2 separate regions of the Mus musculus genome follow, and region 1 is linked to region 2. The links are chromatin contacts, called in public promoter capture Hi-C maps. All regions are on one chromosome and are shown on one strand. Each heading gives the region's core, a stretch centred on a gene start, on an enhancer-like site or on the middle of the called end of the contact. The rest is flanking DNA. Distances are from core to core; before and after follow the strand shown. Region 1 holds the start of Mrpl35 (mitochondrial ribosomal protein L35). Region 2 has its middle 4.8 kb from the start of Gm1070.

Region 1 (4,415 bases), core at 622-3,121, 530 kb before region 2:
ATAAGAAAAAAACATTCTGTGGATATAAGAGTCTGTCAATCCTACTACGAAGGAGGCAGAAGCAAAAAGATCTCTAAGTTCAAGGACAGCCTGGTCTACACAGATTGTCTCAGGCTGGCCAGGGCTACAGAGTGAGAACATGTCAACAAAAACCAAACAAACAAAAGCCAGAAGAAGAATTTTTTGTAGCTCAGTTATTGCAGGCATTCTTAGCATGTAGGAGTCATGAGTTCAATTCCCAGTACTAAATATATAGTATTTTTGAGATGAGAATACCACTTTTTATTATCTGGGTAGGTCAAGTATGATTATAAGATTGAAGGAGGATGGGAGGAATAAGACACTGTCTTTGCAAAATACAAAACTAGGGGCTGGAGAGATGGCTCAGCGGTTAAGAGCACTTGCTGCTCTTCCAGAGGTCCTGAGTTCAATTTCCAGAAACCACATGAGGACTTACAATGACACATGGTGACTCACAACCAGAAGGGGATATGATGCCTTCTTCTAGCCTGTGGATGTTTATGCAGCAAAACAATAAATAAATAAATAAATAAATAAATACAAAAGTGTTCATGAGCCAAGGATTTCAGACATTTTCTAGAAACTGGAAAAAAGCAAGAGAAAGGACTTCTCTTCTAGAGCTTCCAGAAGAATCACAGCCTTAGTATAACTTGATTTTTAGTCCTTGGAATTTATCTTAGATTTCTGGCCTACAAAACTCTGATAGTGAATTTATGGCATTTAAGTCACTGAGTTTGTCATAGTTTTTGTAGCAGCAGTAGGAAAAAGACAACTGAGTTTTTTTTTTTCAAGATTTATTTATTATTATATATAAGTACACTGTAATTGTCTTCAGACAGCCCCAGAAGAGGGCATCAGATTTCATTACAGATGATTGTAAGCAACCATGTGGTTGCTGGGATTTGAACTCAGGACCTTCGGAAGAGCAGTCAGTGCTCTTAAAAGTTGAGCCATCTCTCCAGCCCCCTATTTTTCCCAATTTTAAGTTTTAGTATAACAAATACCAGTAGATATAACCATATAAGTTAAAGCTCTTTGAATTTTCAATAATTTTCTGAGGTCTTCAAGCCTCAACCTGCTATGGAGCTGTTACCCTAGGTGTAGCCACCACTACTAGTTCCTCAATAGAGTGTAAGAGTCCTGAAGCCAAAAATTGAACCGCCACTCTCTAAATGAGATTTGTGGGGTGTTTGTTTTTCTTGTTATTTTGGACTTTTCTCTTCCCTTTTCACCTTAATTTTTGCTTTTTTATTTTCGTTTTAAGTGTCTTTACACAATCCATGCTGGCTCAGCAGCAGAGCCTGTAATCCTTGTTATCATATCTATACTGGCAGTAAGGTCACTTGGAGTACAGGAGTCCCAAGTCACCTTCGGGATCTTGGAAGACCTTGTCTCAAAAATGGGGAAGTTGAGTTGGGGTATAGGGGAGGAGTGTAGCTCTCACTTTTAATCCCAGCAGCGGGTCTCTGTGAGTTCGAGGCCAGCTTAGGTCTATAGAGCTAGTTCCAGGTCAACCAGGGCTACATACATAAATCTAAAACAAAACAAAACAAAACAAAACACACAACAACAAACAAACAAACAAAACCCCCAAAACCTGTCTCAAACAAAACAAAAGCAAACAAACAAAAGTTTAGACAGTACCAACTCCTGCAAGTTTTTCTCTAACCCCCATAAGCACGCAGGGTCGTGCGCGAACCCAAACATAAAGGCAAAATAAGTAATTAAGAAGACGGTGGTTTAGGGCAGAAAGGCAAGGTTCAAAGAGCTCAACCTTGGCCACGCCTGTTCCCTTTAGTTCCGCCTCCTCCACGTTTCTTATCCTTTTGCTTTGTAACTTTGAGTCCACTGCGGCCACCGTAGGCAGGCTGCAAGATGGCGGCTTCCATCTTCACGGGCGCCGTGAGAGCTGCCTCAGGTCAGTGTTCTATTGACAGCTTCACTGAGAAGAGGGTCGGCGCGGGAGGGAGTGGGAATTTAGTTTGGATGTTAACGAGGAAAGAAAAACAAGATGACTTGAGGTCGGAGGTTTGCTGCGCGATACCTTGCACAGTGTAGTGCCCATGACCCGCGTTCACTGGATCCACCCTGCCCTAGGAAGCACACCCGAGACTGAGGTAGAGGAGGTGAGGGTGACACCCAAAAGTCCGCTTTTTTAAAAAATCTGATTTAGAGGTTCAACCACCTCTCTCAACTTTGACCTTGAGAGTCATATAATTTCTCTGAGTATTTTGGTTCTCTAGCGGTAAAATGGGGCTTCCTCCTACCTGTGGGTTAAACAAGTGTGTAAAGCATCGAGTATCTGGTCTCCTTGAGAACCGTGTGTAATTACCAGGAGCCTGGTCAAATTCGTTTTGAAGTACACCCCTCTGATGGTAGCGGGGCGGGCTTTAGGAGTGAAGGCAGAACCAGATAGGAAATTAAAAGTACTCAAGTATGATAGGGGTGATCAGTAAGCGACTTGCACACAACTTATACTGTAGAGATAACATTTGTGGAAAAATAGGCAGAGGACCAAGAGGGAAAAAAGTAACCATATAAAATTTCCAGGTATTAGAGCTTAAAAATGGAACTTTTGTGAGTTATGAAATGTGTATATAAAAAGTTTATATTAGGGGACATACGTGTAACTAACACCAGTTCAAGCCAAGCCCCTTTCCACCCCGTGCATTGCCCCGGTCATTATTCCCATAGCCACTTGAGCAACTATACCTTCATCTCTCAAAAGCATATTTTGTCTAGTTTTGAACTTTACATTAATTTATATACAATATGTCTAGTGTAATGTCTGGTTTTTATTTACTCCAGTGTGTGTGTGTGTGAACCCTTTTGATTTCTGACTGCTGTATCTTCTTTTCTTTTTTAAGATTTAAAAATTTTATTTATGTAAGTACACTGTCGCTCTCTTCAGACACACCTGAAGATCCCATTACAGGTGGTTGTGAGCCACTATGTAGTTGCTGGGAATTGAATTCAGGACCTTTGGAAGAGCAGTTGGTGCTTTTAACTGCTAAGCCATCTCTCTAACCCTCTTCCTACTCTTCTTCCTCCTCCTCTACCACCACTACCACCACCATCACAACCTTTAAATTCTTTTTTTTTTTTTTTTTAATGAGACAAGGCCTCATTATGGAGCCCAGTCTGGTCTTAAACTCTCAGTCCTCCTTAGCTTCCACATGCTGAGATTTTAGGTGCTTGGACTCCCAAACCTGCTTTTCTTCAGCACATCTTTATCTGGTGTTAGCATTGTTTCGATGTTTTCTTCAAGCTTAGGCCTCTTAATCATTTTAGTATATTATCTCATGTAATCCTCTCCATAATTAGCTAATTTAAAGTTGAGGAAATGAGCATAGAGAGGTTAAGGAAGTTGTTCCTGTTCACACCACTCGTTAGTAGGAGCTGAAATGAATACTAGTCTGGCTCAAACCTGTCCCTTACTCACCACACTGCCCCATTTGTTTGGTGAGATCAGTAGAGAAGACAGTGGAGTGGTCTAAGTCTTGCATCAGATTAGGTAGATGCAACTTGGTAGAGCTTTTGTTGTTGCTTTGAGGAAAGGTCTCACTATGCAGCCCAGGTTAACCAGGAACATGCTGTATTAATAGTCATGTCGGTCTGGTACTTGGGATTCTCTTGCCCTTGTCTCTGGAGTGCTGAGGTTGCAGGCATAGGACCCTACACCCAGATCAAATTGTTGCTGGTGTCTGTCTTTTTGAGATAGCATTTCCTGTAGCCCATGCTAGATGTGAACTCTGGTCTGCTTTAGCCTCTTGCACACGGAACTTACTAGCATATTACCAACATGCCAGGCTTGGCCTTTCCTTTTTTTTTTTTTTTGTTTGTTTGTTTGTTTTTTGTTTTTCTTAAAGCTAACTTCATTGAAATACAATTTAGTATATTTGTATTTGTGGCAATGTTTGTATATGTGGGCATATACACATGTGTGTGCATGCAGGCACATGTCTGAGATTGCTCTCAGGAGTAATCCTTCTTTTAGAGCCTGGGTTTCTGCCACAGACCACCCCAGTCGGGTATGGCGGTCCCTGGAATGAGGGTCCCGGAAAGCTAAGTGGGTAAGGATTTTGCGGGGACAAACAGAAACAAACACAGAGGCAGTTTGAATCTGAGTGCATTTTGCAGGTCTCAGGCAGGGGTTTTTATACATTAAAAAAAAAAAACCCAAATATTACAACTCTTAGATGTGTTCAGTGAAGCAATTACAAATACCATCATTATCATTTGGCTCAGTAAAGCACAAAAATCACGCAAACTCTGAATCACAAACAGAACAGGTAACATTGTTAATAATAGAAACCATCCAAGCATTACAACTCTGAAAGGATATATTCAGTGGAGCAGTCATCCAAGGCTAGTGGCATATTTCTGAGAGCAGG
Region 2 (4,194 bases), core at 400-2,899:
GAGTCAAGAATAGAAGGGACTACTGGGACAATTGATACTGACTAGCTGGAGCTAAGAAATTAGTGGTGATTAAGAAGAGACCAGGATTCCTGAGGTGAAATCTTCTAGGAAGTATTTTCTGAGAGTGTGTTCCAGAGATAGCTAAGGTTGTACCTTTTGCTTCAGCCAGGCTTGGTAATGTGTAAGAATCACCCAGGTAGTGGTTTGGAAGGCATGAGGGGTCATAGAATGCAGCTGAGTCTTGGCACGGTGGTGTAGCCTCAGTTACAATTGATGGTCTAGGACTGAAGGAGTCATGCTTGAGGCTTGGCACCATGAAGGGAGCCTATGAGAGGATATTGATGAAGCATAGTTGCAGCAGAAGAGACCTGGAAGCCTATTGGAAATGCCAGTACCATGTGATGACCACCAAGATCAGCAACAGCAGTAGAGTGGAGTCAACCAGTGCTTAGAGTCCTACAGATGGCAGAGCTGGAGAAGTGACCCAAGACCTGTGAAGGAGCTCAGATAATCATGTGTGGATTCCAATTATTGGAATAAGAAGCTGTAGCATTCAAGTTTCCTTGGATACCCTAAGATGTTAGAGATGCCAGAGCTCCTCCTACACCATGCCTGCCTGGATGCTGCCATGCTCCTACTTTGATGATAATGGACTGAATCTATAAGCTAGCCCAAATTAAATATTGTTATTATAAGAGTTGCCTTGGTCATGGTATCTGTTCACAGTAGAAAAAATCCTAACCTAGTGGGTTTTTTTTTCTCTCTCTCTCTCTCTCTCTCTCTCTCTTTCTTTCTTTCTTTCTTTCTTTCTTTTATTTATTTTTATTATATGTAAGTACACTGTAGCTGTCTTCAGACACCCGAGAAGAGGGAGTCAGTTCTCATTATGGATGGTTGTGAGCCACCATGTGGTTGCTGGAATTTGAACTTTGGACCTTCGGAAGAGCAGTCGGGTGCTCTTACCCACTGAGCCATCTTACCAGCCCTCTTTTTTTTTTTTTTTTTTTTTTTTTTTTTGAGACAGGGTTTCTCTGTGTAGCCCTAGCTGTCCTGGAACTTACTCTGTAGACCAGGCTGGCCTCGAACTCAAAAATCTGCCTGCCTCTGCCTCCCAAGCACTGGGATTAAAGGTGTGTGCCACCACTGCCCGGGCCTTTTTTTTTTTTTTTTGGTTTTTTTTTTTGGTTTTTTTTTTTATTAGAACTTATCTTTATGGGCTGGAGAGATGGCTCAACGGTTAAGAGCACTGATTGTTTTTTTTTTTTTAAAAAGATTTATTTATTTATTATACGTAAGTACACTGTAGCTGACTTCAAACGCACCGGAAGAGGGCATCAGATCTCATTAAGGGTGGTTGTGTGCCACCACCATGTGGTTGCTGGGATTTGAACTCAGGACCTTCGGAAGAGCAGTCAGTGCTGTTACCCGCTGAGCCATCTCGCCAGCCCAATAAAATCTTTAAAAAAATTTTTTAAATTTATTTTTACATCTCTGTGGAGAGCTTTGAGGGCCTCTTGGCAGGAGTCCGACTTTGGCCAATGACAAGGAAATGGGCGTCAGGCAGGAATCTGACATCTCGCTATGACAAGGAAGTAAGCTCAGGCAGGAGTCTAATTTTAGACTAGAACAAAGAAGTAGGCTTCAGGCAAGATTCTGATTTTGGGCTAGAACAGGGAAGTAGGCTTAGATATCTTGGTCATCCTAATAAGCCTTTAGTAACATTGATCACAGGTGTGATCATGGGACTTTTATTGCCTTGCCTATCCCTTAACTATTTGGATTTATTGTGTGTTATTTCCTTAACCTAGAATTGACCTTATTACTTGCATGTAATTAAAATGGTATAAAAACAGTTTTGGAAAAAATAAACTCTCCTCACACATTTCTCTGTGAGTGTGTGTGTCCCCTATGGTGTGCATTTGAAAGTCAGAGAACAACTTATCGAAATTGATTCTTTCATTCTGTCTTATGGGTTCAGGGGTTCAAACACAGGTTGTCAAGCATATTGGCAAGTCCCTTACTGGCAAGGCCATCTTATCAACTCTATTTACAAGTTTTATTGTAAAGGTCTTTACTTTCTTTCAAATGTATTCCTATTTTAAAGGATATTTTGAATAGAATTATCGTCCTTTTTTGGTTGCTCATTGTTGATACATTTAAAAAAAAAGACTTATTTTTGAATGCTGTTTCTTAAGATGGCATGTTCTTGCTGTGTATCTTAGGTTTGACTAGAACTCATATTCCTCCTGCCTTAGACTCCCAAGTATTGAGATTATAAGCATATACTTAACAACTACTTGCTACTTATTTGAAATGTCTCATGTAGCCCAAGCTGGCTTTGAATTTACCCTGTACCCAAAGCTCACATTGACCTCCTAATCCTCCTGCCTTCATTACCCAGGTGACACAATTATATGTACTCTCAAGCCTACCTAGCCCCTTGTTCATCTGTCATCCACTGACTCATCCTAGAACCATTTTCCAGAAAGCAGACAGAGATACTTTATTCTTCTGGTCCTCTGCCTCTACCTCACAAGTTTTTGGGTTAGCTCCATCATGCTCAATTACATAATTTTCCCTTATCATAAATTCTATTTAATTGTACTATGTTAATTTGTGTATATTGAACCATCCTTGCACTTCTAATCAAAACCAACTTGATCATGGTGTACATTTAAGTATGCTGTTCAATTTAATTTGCAACCTTTTTTTTAAAATTTTTGCATTTATATTTATCAGCAATACCACTTTATAGCTTACTTTCTTCTTTCTTTTCTTAGATAAGGTCTTTCTACATAGCCTGAGTATACCAGAGCTTACCACATAGGCTAGCCTGGCCTGGAAATCACAGAAATCTAAGATGCTGCCTATTGAGTGCTGGGATCAAATGTGTGTGCCACCATGCTTAGCCTATAGTGGGTTTTTTGTTTGTTTGTTTTTAATCACTTATGTTTTGGTAGGTACAACCCTACAGAGACATAATTTTGCCTCCTAACAAAGAAAGCTTGGGACATTTTTCTTTCTTTTTGTTTTGTTTTTTTATTGAGACAGGGTTTCTCTGTCTAGCCCTGGCTATCCTGGAACTCAGACCACGCTGGCCTCAAACTCAGAAATCCACCTGCCCCAAGCCTGCATGGGACATATTGACTCACTATTAAATTTTACCAGGCTTTTAAAGAATTACTATGAGTACTTCTCCAACTATTTTGTGAAACTCCCCTCAAATTAATTCTATAACACCAATACTAAACCTACCAAAACCTGATAAAGACACACGATTGGTTAGGCATAGTGAAGCATGCCTGCAATTCTAGCACTTGGGAAGTGGAGGCAGAATATCAGGTGTTTAAGGTCATCTTTAGGCAACCTGGACTGAGACCCTTTATTCTCTTCTATTGTTTTCCTTTTTAAAAAAGATTTATTTATTTAATGGGTCCACCATTGCTCTCTTCAGGCACACTAGAAGAGGGCATCAGGTCCCATTACACATGGTTGTGAGCCACCATGTGGTTGCTGGGAATTGAACTCAGGACCTCTGGTAGAGCAGTCAGTGCTCTTAACCGCTGAGCCATCTCTCCAGCCCTTCTATTTTTTTTTTAAATTCTATCTATCTATCTATCTATCTATCTATCTATCTATCTATCTATCATCTATCTATCTTTTTGTGTATGGGGCGAGAAAGAATATAAAAGCAACCTGTGAAGATCCTGATAGGTGTATGTGTCCACACCATTTTGCCTATTGATGCTAAGGATATGTCTGGTGTGGGCCCTCAGGTTATACTTGTTTGGAGCTGGGTCAATGGCTGCAGGTTTTTGTCTTCTCATTATTTTGTAAATGAATGTTTTGCTGGTATACTGCATGTATTCTTGGTACCTGCAGAGGTCAGAAGAGGGCATTGGATTCTCTGAGACTAGAGTTACAGACTGTTGTGAACTACCATGACTGGAAATCAAACCCAGGTCCTTTGTAAGAGCAACTAGTACTCTTAACTGTTGAACCATCTCTCTAACTCCTCTGTTCTCTACTCTTTAAGTTGAAGGATTCACCAAAGTCCAAGTAGGACTAAGTTGCAGCAGACAATCTACAACCTGCCCTGTATTTCTCTCTAGGTAAAATGAGGTAATTTATGTGCCCAGAACATCTATATTTACTTCTGGAATCTTTGTCTATACCTGCAGACACTGTGAAGGC

What was found. Promoter capture Hi-C pulls out the DNA fragments that hold promoters and counts their contacts.
Region 1: a promoter capture Hi-C map of trophoblast stem cells shows a contact between it and region 2, with 5 times the contacts expected there. The contact joins the promoter of Mrpl35 here to the enhancer-like site in region 2. A contact is called at or near these places in 13 of 39 promoter capture datasets (the C10 cell line, the HPC-7 cell line, cranial neural crest and 9 more), 3 of 484 Hi-C or Micro-C datasets (the C10 cell line, embryonic stem cells and stem cell-derived motor neurons), 19 of 115 datasets of contacts at active chromatin or transcription factors (the 230-238 cell line, bone marrow-derived dendritic cells, embryonic stem cells and 6 more) and 2 of 9 other capture datasets (adipose tissue and liver).

The regions. Positions count from the first base shown.
Region 1 is chr6:71,821,240-71,825,654 of GRCm38.p6, reverse strand. It overlaps Mrpl35 (mitochondrial ribosomal protein L35), which reads left to right and starts at 1,871. Exons shown (of 4, transcript NM_025430.3): 1 at 1,871-1,939. The coding sequence starts at 1,897.
Region 2 is chr6:71,286,831-71,291,024 of GRCm38.p6, reverse strand. No RefSeq gene overlaps it. Among named protein-coding and RNA genes, the nearest start is that of Gm1070, 4.8 kb to the left of the region's middle. Within about 2 kb of position 1,649, at least 1 of the 459 cell types and tissues checked has an H3K27ac peak or open chromatin away from gene starts, as enhancers often do. A contact at or near this core is called in trophoblast stem cells, where this site is marked.